Linked DNA regions of Rattus norvegicus: region 1 is linked to region 2. A link is a contact called in public Hi-C data. All regions are on one chromosome and are shown on one strand. Each heading gives the region's core, a stretch centred on a gene start, on an enhancer-like site or on the middle of the called end of the contact. The rest is flanking DNA. Distances are from core to core; before and after follow the strand shown.

Evidence for each region. A called contact is a pair of places that touch in the nucleus more often than the background predicts.
Region 1: a contact with region 2 is called in a Hi-C map of Schwann cells, with 3 times the contacts expected there. The contact joins the promoter of Orc6 here to the promoter of C19h16orf87 in region 2. A contact is called at or near these places in 6 of 12 Hi-C or Micro-C datasets (Schwann cells, frontal cortex, kidney and 3 more) and 1 of 1 datasets of contacts at active chromatin or transcription factors (oligodendrocytes).

The regions. Positions count from the first base shown.
Region 1 is chr19:37,936,360-37,942,061 of GRCr8, reverse strand. It overlaps Orc6 (origin recognition complex, subunit 6), which reads left to right and starts at 3,206. Exons shown (of 7, transcript NM_001033690.1): 1 at 3,206-3,550; 2 at 4,366-4,495. The coding sequence starts at 3,486. It overlaps Vps35 (VPS35 retromer complex component), which reads right to left and starts at 3,073. Exons shown (of 17, transcript NM_001105718.2): 1 at 3,011-3,073. The coding sequence starts at 3,013.
Region 2 is chr19:37,796,697-37,802,115 of GRCr8, reverse strand. It overlaps C19h16orf87 (similar to human chromosome 16 open reading frame 87), which reads right to left and starts at 1,929. Exons shown (of 4, transcript NM_001134421.1): 1 at 1,780-1,929. The coding sequence starts at 1,845.

The sequences.
Region 1 (5,702 bases), core at 1,957-4,456, 140 kb before region 2:
CTAAGACAATTAAAATATTTATTCCAATTAAACAGCAAGAAAAATCCACTTCTGAAAAATGATGGTTTACAAAAATTAAAGGCTTTCCCTTGACTTCACTTTAGATAAAGAAAAAAACCTGAGTAATGAGCAACGCCTTCCCTGTGCTCTTTCGTAATAAACTAGTGAATGAGTTTTCCCACAACTATTTCTTTTCAAAAATCATAAAGGACTGAAAGGATAGCACAGTGGTTACGAGTGCTCAGAGAGCTCCTACAGAAGACCTGAGTTCAATTCTTAGCACCCACTCCCTGGGTGGCTCAAAGCCAACTGTAACTTCAGCAACAGGGAATCCAATGCCACTGGCCTCCACAGACATCTGCACTCACATGTGCAACAATACACATGTGCATACAAATGAACACATACATATAATTAAAAATTTTTAATTAAAATGCTTATTTTAATTACAATTGAACTTAAAAGAAAACAAGTATCTTTAACGGAATGTTAATTTATACAGAAATATTAGTATACACCCCCCCAATGTCTGTCGGCTAAGCAATTCTACTTTATTTTATAGTAAGTTTTATTACTGTAAGTATCTTATATAGACAGAATTACACAGCTTATTTAGGGTTATGTCCAAGGTTCATCTGTATGAAAGTGTTTATCAGAATTTCTCTTCTTTAAAGACTGTGTAATATTCCAGCATATGTGTTTGTATATGCACATATATATACATATATATATGTGTGTGTGTATATACATTTATTGATTCACTCAATATAAACTTATGGATTGTTTCCAGCTCTGGCTACTGTGTGCAAATAACCTATAAAATGGGCAGTCACAAATTTTTGGTATAGACTAGAAAAATAAAATAGCACACAAAGTCCTGAATGTGCACAGCACTTAGTAATGAACACTCCATAAATGTTAGTTATTACCATATCCAGTTTGAGAGCATTTACCTCTACCAGTTGTAGGAACCTGCTTGTTGGTTAATTTTCCCACTTATAAGCTGCATATGTGATATGACAATATAACATAAATTGTAAAATAAAGTTACAGAATCATCATGTTGATGAATGTTATTTAAACCTGGAAGCACAAATTAATACTTCAAGGAGAGCTGAGGATAACAAAAGAACAGAAACTTTAAAATAATTTGGGTTGGGGAGCTTGTATCTAGGGGTTCAATCCCCAGGACTGCAAAAAGAAAAAGTAAACAAAGAACTCTATCTACAGTTTGGACCCCATGCACACACTAACTCAGCAATGCCCCAGAAATCCCATAATAGAGTATACCATGAACATTAAATGGCAAAATTCTTTCTTCTCTTTGTGGAGAATTTCTGCCCATTCTCCTGAGAATCTGTTTGCATTACCTCCAAAGTCTTTTCTAAGCTCCTAACACAACTCTTTCCCACCATGAACCCAAAGAACTGTATGTTTCAAAAGCACATCTCCGCCATTTATTTCTATCCAGTGTCTACCACATTCTATAAAATGTAAAGTACAGCAGATGTGTGGTTAGTTGAACTGGACTCTGGATTTTTAGGAGTACAGTACCAATGAGATCAACACTTGCTTCCAGATGTAAAAGTGAGACTTAAAGGCTGAATACCTACTCAAATCATAAAAACTGCCTATGACAGAACCGATACCTTAGGTTCCATATTGCAATAAAATTTACAGGGAAAACTGTGCTCCAATCTGGTTCACTCTGCACATAAATGGAGTTTATAGTGTAGCCTCAAATGCTTTGTATTATAAAACACTATGTCAACCAGTAAGTGTTGAAAAACAAGTTAAACTTCACACCAGTCATGTGCCAAATCTCGACTGTACAAAGTTCTGAGGGGGTAAAAACACCATCTTGCAAGGCAATAAATATATATTAAAGTTGTATACATCAGAGATTTATCAAATTATGGGAACAAAAGCTCAGAACTCAGAAAGCTGGAACCAAACCAAAGATGACCATAAATAACCAGCTGATCAGAGTCTAGCAAGAGCATCTCAAACCTCCACTCCAATAAAATCAGTAGCAAAAAGATTTAACGCTGGTTTTTCCTACTGACACACTTAAAGTGAAGTATGTACACAGCACGGAGAATTATGAATACAAAGAATGAATACTGAAATCATGAAAACGGACATAAGCATACCAACATCCAAAAGCACTACCTGTTCTATGCATATTACAGCAAATGCTACTATGATGCAAGTGACAACTTGCCCTGTGGAAAATAGACAGGATTCGAATTTTGAGGAAGTTCCGGTTTATAAGGCTAGTGCCACAAAGCGCCGCAACGTGCTATCATCGCAGAGAAACCTTTGAATGACTGCTTCCAGCAAGTGAGCTAAAATCCTCAGAGAACGAATGCCAAAGGAAGACCTGTCTCCTATCTGATGGTTGGCTTCCATGAAAGAAAGCATGAGTCCTTCGGGAAACTCACGTGAGCAGGTCCCTAGAATTCGCTGACAGACGCTGCAAGACCACAGAAGGCCGGGGAACCACTGCGGCCCCACTGAAAGATATTTCCAACCGAGAAAAGGCGTAGGACCCCCGAGTGCAGCCGAGCACAAAGGTGGAAATGCACCATCTGGGCGCAACCCAGCTACAGCGCCAGTCCTCACTCAGCTACAGCACGGGCACTCCTCACTGTCCCAACTCCTCACAGACCGGGGACTCTGACTCTCAAGAGGGAAGGAAGATGGCCTTTCCACACAAGAGGACGATGCAGGCCTCCACCAACACCCAGAACCTGCAGCCCCAGACACACCTAAGGGAGGCTGCTTAGGGTCGGGGCAACGACGGAATCCAGCGCCACCGCCCACCGCAACCCACCGCAGCCTAACGCGGCCTTCCTCAGCCCGTGCCCTATCCCGCAGGCCCAGCCCGGACAAGACGGGTCTCGATCGAAACCTAGGGTTCCTACTCTGCCCGCAAGGCTCCCGTCCGCTGGAGGAAAGCGTGGGCTGCGACCTGGGCAACCCAGGCCCACCGCTTCCCCTCACTCACCATGGCGACTCCGGGGACCCACAAGCAGCAGCGCCTACTCCGCCGGAGCCGCCCGCCGTCAGGTGACAGAGCCCTTCCGAGCCCCGCCCTCTCTAGCCCCGCCCCCGGCCGGTAGAGGCGTTTCGATTGGCCCACATAAAGTCTCGCGTGGTTTGGGGAGAAAGGGCAGACGGCGGTGTGTAGTGGACGGGGCGGGGCGAGGGTAGTACAGCGTAGCAGCGAGCTATGGACAGCCGGAAGGGAAGCCCTAGTTAAGGGGTTCCGCAGCAGAGGAAGAGCAGCGATAGAACCTTATGACCGTCCACTACGTCTGGGCCAGCGCATCATCGTGTGCACATGCGTAGAAGAAAGACCAGGATTGGTTTGTGGGACGGTCTCAACTTCTTGTCGCAACCAATCTGGACGCGCCGGGGGTGGGTCTTATCCCTCTGACAGTCTGCGCGCGCATTTCTTTCGGCGCGCATTTCGTCCATCAATGGAGTCGGATCTTGTAAGGCACCTCGCCCGGCGCCTCGGCCTCGGGGAGCCGAGTGTACTGAGGTGAGTGTGGCCGTGCATGTAGGGAAACGGCCCTGACTGTGGCCCTGAGTCCTCCAAAGGCACCGCCGGAGAGCACTGGCGATGAGGGAGGACCGCACACTGGTCTGGGTGGTTAGCTTGTAGAAGGTGATCGTCCTTGGAGCCCTCTAGCTCTGTGGAAATCACTATAAATGGCAAAAGCAAGATAGAGTATGGTACAGCGTGAAGAGCTGGAGTGATGAACCGGGCATAAGAATTCAAGAAAGGAACCATTGGCTTTGGAGCTGATTTATTAGATAGTGCCACGCACTAGAAAATATGGCAAGAGTGGCCCAAATAGCTTCAATTTTCCAAGGCCCTTAGATTGGGAAGATCGTTGTAGGATCTGTCTTAGGAAGTAAAGCTACAGCAGGCAAGTGTGTAAAAAGTTTATAGGCCTATTCCCAGGTCTACTGACCAGAAACGGGATGGGACCCAGAATTGTTTTCACAAGCCACCAAAACTGAGAGCCAACCAGTCATGAAGAAAGAGAAAGGGAATTTGATTTGCCTGCTCCAACTCTATACTTGTTGAAGTAATGTTAGAAGGAAAGGGGTTGTATGGGGAGACTTGAATGCATTTTTTTTTTAAGCACTTGGACACAGCTAATAACTTGGAGTCATTTTGGTTCTAGGTAAAGAACTTCCCCCTCTCCAAAGGATGTGCATTCTAGCCCCCAAATGAACTTGCACAGTAGTGAGGTGGAGTACAAGTCCACCATGCAGAATTCAGTTCTTTGCCTGAGTGCTGGCAAGGTTCTGGAACAGTTTTAGTGACCATGCTGCCTTTCTAACCAGGAAAGCAGAGGAGTACCTGCGGCTGTCTAAAGTGAAGTGTGTCAGTCTGTCTGCACACACCTCAGAAACCAGCAATGCTGTCATATGCCTGGACCTTGCAGCGTCCTGTAGGAAGTGCCCCTTGGATAGAGTAAGTTGGCTTCGTAGGACACTTGACTGATCTGATGTGACCCTGAAGCTTCTCTGTTTCGTTCTAATCTTTTTAGTGGTGGCTCTGTTTCTTTCATGGCGCTCAGATAAATTGCCCTGGTAAATACAGTTCACCAGAGATGCTTTTTAATCAAGTTCAATCTTATCCTGACACAGAGATCAAAGCAACTTGAAGAATCTACATGGCATCTACAGTCAGGAAGCAGAGATCGATGAGTCTTTGTACCCAATCCAGGTTCTCCTTTTTTGTGTGTGTATGCAGGATCCCACTGAAGGAGATTATGCCACCTTCAGAGGTCTTCCACCTCCCATTGGCATGCCCAGAGGCTCTCCTTCCAAGTAATTCTAAGTCTTATCAAGTTGACAGTTGAGATTAACTCTCACCATTGGACCAGGTTCTTGTCAAAATCCCTCTTGTTTTATAATTACAGAGTCAGGAAGAGTCACATGTTGAAACCAAATATCAGTATTATTTACAAGATCCATGAGCTGCCAGTTTCTTCATCCATCAAATAAGGATAAAGAATGTCTTTTATTGGATTATTATTCTGACTAAAGAAGATATCTATCTTCTTTATGTAATAGATACACACAGTACTTGTGTCATAATGGATGTATTTATTCATTAAAGTTCTGTTAACTTCTCCGTTGCTGTCTTTAGTCTCTTTTCCCCTGGCCTCAAGCTATGATACTCAGTGAGTTGTAGTTCTGTGCATGCAACACTTTTCCACCCTGGAATGGCCTGCTGCCAAGTTCATTTTTGTCCTAATGTGACTCTGCTTTGTTGTATATCTTTTATAAAGCTCTTCCAGATTTCCCCAGTTAAACTTGGTTCCCTACAATGGTGGGTTATCCTGCTCTTCTCCCCTTTCTTCCAGATATACATCTTCCTCACCCTACACACAATTTCTCTTAGTTTTCCCAGAAAATTTACTGTTTAATCATTTTTAAATTATTTGTAAGCATGCATGATTGTACCCTTTTATAATATGAATTCTTTGAAATGCCTACTTAAAGTGATTGATAAGTTTTGGATTGAATAAAACTAGCATGTAATTAATACCACAGACTGGAGAGGTGGCTCAGCCATTAAAGGCTAGGCTCAAAACCAAAAACATAATATACCACTTAATAAATATTTAAGAATAATAATATTGAAGTTAAAATGTGTGTGTTTTTCCTTTCAA
Region 2 (5,419 bases), core at 680-3,179:
GATGCTCCTAATGGGATTAGTGACCTTAAGGGGCCTAGAGCAGACACTCTTTGCCACAGGAGAACTCCAAAAAGGCAGAAGAATTCTCACTAGAACACAACCTGGCCTTGAACTTCCATCAGAACTGTGACAAACACAGCCTGCGGTATTTTATTACTGCATCTGAAACAAGCCAAGCCAGAGCTGATTTTATAGGAAGGAAAGCGTGTGGAGCCGACAAGTCTCAATTCCAGCCCTGCGAACCTCGCTGGAGGAAGCAGAGAGCAGACTGCCCCGGGCTGTCCACCGACTCCCAGGGACAACACAAATACTTAACAAAAAGAAAATGGAAAAGAAATATGCGTATATTGTACACCAAGGTGAATGTCGTCTTCCAAATAAAACCCCGATCTGTTGAACAGTCTCAAGGACTCCTACAAGCTAAGGTTTTCTGCTCTTCCTTTACTCAGGGTTTTTTCAGTCATTAGTGTGTTTATGAGTGTGTAGGTGTTGAGCAGCACAGATGTGGAGGTCAGAGGTTAACTTTGTGCAGCCAGTTCCCTCCTTCCACCTTCACACCGGCTCTGGACTCAGGCCTGAGCACCTTTACCAGCTAAAGCCTTCTCACTGGCCAAAAACCAGGATATTAAAAACAGATTATTTTCCCCAAAGGGTTATTTTATGCCAAGTAATACAAGGGGCTTGTGCTCTACAGAAACAGAATGCATAATTCATACTGTATAAGCCTTAACTGAAAATTATTTAAACATTGAAGTAATCTGCCAATAGACAGATCACAAAGTCCAAGTTTGCTAAAATTTAGTTTGGTTTCGGAAAGAATGAATGTAAGTCTACTTTGGGAAACACGACTGTTTTTATATTGCAGGCTGGTACGCTCTATCGACTAAACTTGCCCAACTTTCCAAGATCAGCATTTTTTAACACTGCCTATTAATCATACTGAATAAAATATGTAATTTTGTTAAGATTTTAGTAAACCTACAAGAACACGCCCTAAATAGTATATTTAAATCGGATTACTTTAAGTCTCCACCCATTTCAAATTACTCCAGAGAGAAGGAAGGGGGAGGGGAAGAGAGAGAGGTAGTCATTTTGGGAAGATTCGGGAAAAAGCAGTATAAACCCAGTTCTGCATGCCGGCATAAAGGGCCTAAGGATGGTTTTAATTGAGCGAGTTTTTGTTTATCACGCTGTTATTAGGCGTACTTAAATGTAGGAAAGAAAAATGATTTTTTAAAAACTACGACTATTACTCCATGAACTCAATCTAAATATGATTTCAAATTCACGTACCCGCATATTAAAAGAAAATCTTGAAGCAGACACGTCAAATTTACAACAGTTAATAGTACGAGTGGGACGGGGCACACGCAGAGAGGAAGAGCCTTAACGCTGACTTTATTCAAACCGTGTTCCGTTAACAACGCAAAGGAAGGACTAGAAATCACACATCAAAACTGGTTGGTTTTTTACAGCGTTCCGGAAGTCCACAAATTTGCAAAAAAAAGTTAGCACCATTACTGTCCTTTTGTCTGCTTTATGCTGCCACCCAGGTGGCGGGGAGCGACAGCTGAGAGGCAGCACCGCACTCTACCCGACCGCGAACAAAGCCATCAGGGACCGCAGGGGTCCGCGGGCGAGCCCGGGACTACAAGGGGCAGCACCGGGTCCCCGCTCCCAGGCCCCCCGCTGTCCGCGGGCCGCCACGCACCGCCAACCGCCGCCGAGCAACGGCCACCCGCCCTGCCTGCCCCGCCCGCTCGCGCCGGCCCAGCCCACCTGTTGGTCGCACTCCGGGCACGATTTGGTGGCCATCTTCACTTTCTTGGCTCGAGTTGCAGACATGCTCCCCTCCTGAGCAGCTGTGGAAGCAGCGCCTTGGCTCCGCTGCTCCACACAGCGCGTCCTCACTCCAGCCGCGACCCGGCCGTGGAGGCGCGCGTGCGCGTGCGCGGGGCTGCGTGCGGGTTGGAGGAGGAGGCGGCGGCCCTTCCAGGGAAGTCCCATCGCCACGCCCTCCAAGGCGGTGGACCGCTCGCTCGGGGGCGTGGCTCCAACGAGACTCCACCAACCAACGCACAGGTGGGCCGAGCCGTGGTGCTGGGCACGCCCCTTCATCGGCCCCAGAGCCACAGCCTGAAAATGGATACTGTCCACGGAATACCTCTGCAAATGTCAGCAATGCTAATGCGAGAAATTATAATAGACGTTCGATGAAACCCCTAGTCTTCCAGAGTCAGAGATTCAAACTTCATTATTCGATAAATAATTGCCTACGATCCACTATTAAGCACACCGAATTAGAAATATCTGCCTTCAAGGAACAGTCACAATGCTTTTGTTTTTTGAGGGGGTTGAGAGGTCGCCCTGGTTTGATCTCATGTATCACTCGTACTGAGTAGATTAAAATTAAAAGCCAATTATTTGAAAAAATGCAACAAAATGCTGCGCAGTCCTGCAGTCCCAGCTTTTACTGCTCTTGTTCAGATCTACAGTGAGAGAGCAGAAGATATTTTTAAAGTGTAGTTTGATGAAGAAAGGAGCGTGAGCTGGGTATAAAGTTGCAGAAAAGGGAGGGGTAGCTCAAAAAGCACCCGCGATTGTTAAAGAGAATCCTCATACTCTGTACTATAGGAAAGGTACCTTAGGAGGAAGACACTACCTGTCAAAAGAAATCTAAACTTGTGAAAATGTAAAGTCATTTAAAAGAAGTGTGTGTGTGAATATAATCCTTAACACAGAGGTTCCCGATCCAAAATGGCCCCCTAAGGAAGTCTCCAGGATCAGCCTTGAAGGGACACAAAACTACTGCTACTTTGGATCAAAGGGGGCAGATGACAACTGGAGCGGACATCATCATCTTGTGATACTGGCCTTGCAAGGAAGAGAGGTAAGTATGAAGGGCCACGGAGCCTTGTGCTACACGGCTTCAGAGACCAGGCAATGAGTGGTAGGATCAGATTTCCTTCAAGGAGGCAACAAAACACCATTTAAAAAGCTGGCAAGGCGAACCCTTAGTTTCTACAGAGACCCCAAGATATTAGAGATGCCACAACCATGATACATCCACGAAGAAAAGGTCTGGGCGGGCTGGAGAGATGGCTCAGTGGTTAAGAGCACTAACTGCTCTTCCAGAGGTCCTGAGTTCAATTCCCAGCAACCACATGGCTCACAAGCATCTGTAATAGGATCCGATGCCCTCTTCTGGTGTGTCAGAAGACAGCAACAATGTAGTCATATAAAAATAAATAAAAACTAAGGGGGAAAAAAAGCTCTGGGCATGGAAAAGCACTGGACCAGAAAAAGCATTTTATGTGCTGTAGTTGGGATAGCGGGAAGACTGGGTCTGTCCACGGATCTCAGGTGAGTCCATCACAAAATGGAGAGGCTGCTCAAAGAACTACAGAGCACGGTGTTTGATCTGAAGGTTTTAGTCTTGATTTCGTCAGATTTTTCTTTGCTGTGCGTCATTCTTCCTGAGAATATTTACTCTGTACCATTGTGTATTAGAACTCTGTAACTTATTTCGGTTACTTTTTATTTTACAGAGACGCACATTTAAGAGTGTGCCTTGAATGATTAGCAGGGATTTGGAGTCCCGGCAGGTTGTTGCTTGAGACACACGATCTTACATAGCCTGGGTGGGCGCCAAACTCACTGTGTAACTGAAGTAGGAGGCTCTGATCATCCTGCTTCTACCTCCCGAGTACGTGGCTTGTACTTTGGAGACTGTTAAGGTTCTGATGACTTTTAGAGAGAGCTTAAATATACTTTAAGTCATGAGATGAACACGAGATTTAATGAATGTGGGCTTTGGTCCCAGGTGGAACCACAGGGTCAATGAAATCAGAATCATAAAAAGAAGGAAATTACAACATAGGATACAATGCGTATGAATCTTAAAGACATTTTCCTAAGTGAATTATTTCATTTATAAAATGTACCAAATGTAACCAAATTAATGGAACCTGGGAGTGTATCCAGTGGCTTGTTGCTTGCTTAGCACATACAAGATGACTTCAGTCTGAGCTCTAAACACTTTTTTTTTCTTTCGATGGAAATAGAAAGCAGAGGCATGGTTAGCAGACCGTACGGCAATGCTTCTCAACCTTCCTCGTGCTGCAAACCTTTAACACAGTTCCTCAAGTGGTGGTTACCTCCAACCATAACATTATTTTATTGCTACTCCTAATTGTAATTTTTGCTACTGTTATGAGTCATAAGGTTAATATCTGATATAGAGGATGTCTGACATGAGACCCCCAAAGGGGTCTCTATCCACAGGTTGAGAAAGACTGACCTAGGGAAAGATAGGGAGCAGAGATATTTTTAATAAATATGGAGTTTCGATGACAAAGAAAGACAGCAGTAAAGACTATACAACATAATATAATTAAAGGACTAGGTCATATATTTAAAAATGAAATGGCTAAATGGAAGTTTTTATTTTCTACATATTTTTTTTTCTTTTCTTTTTTTCGGAGCTGGGGACCCAACCCAGGGCCTTGCGCTTCCTAGGCAAGCGCCCTACCACTGAGCTAAATCCCCAACCCCATTTTCTACATATTTTACAAGGTTAAAAAGGAGAACATAAACCAGGGATAGAACATTCTTCAGTGTGATAAAGACCATATATGAAAAACCCACAGAAAAAAATTAAAAATATTAAAAATTTAAAAAAAAATAAAAACCTCACAGATAATATCACATTCAATGCCATAAAAGTCATTTCCCTTAAGCTCAGGAACAAGACAATAATATCCAGCTTAATACTCTAAGTCCTAAGCAGAAAAATTAAGCAAGAAAAGGAAATGAGAGGCATTTAAGTTGTAGAGGGAGAAGTAAAATATTAAGATAACTGAAAATAAATAAGATAAGGGTAGGACTGGATGAGGGTAGTGTGCTCAAATGCGCAGGGATCAACAGAACTGAGAGGAAAATTCAGAAGCTTGGATTAAGACCATTGTTACCGGTGTAGGGCTCCCAAGGTTGCAGGGGAAGCACAAAATACAATGGAGAAGCACAAGTAGGAAGTAAGCCACACTTGACCCAGAGTAGGGTGACCAAAGCACATGGGAACCCACAAAACACATCCAAGATAGTGGAGGCAAGCAGGAGCACCCCCAGAGTAGGGAAGGAACCCAGGTCCACAGAGACCACAACACATAGAGGAGGTAGGACTAGCTCAGTTGGCCAAGGGTAGTGCTCCCAGGGACTCACAGCATACAGAGGCTGATGTTACAAAAGGCATTTGTTACAAAGGCAACAAAAGGATCAAGACTTAATACACTTTGATCAACTGTAACTCAATATTGATAGTATCAACTTCTCCAGGAAAAAGATGCAAACTAGCAGATAGGATTAGAAAATAGGAACCATTTTTCTTGGGGCTTCAAAAAAGCCATATCTAGGGGGCTGG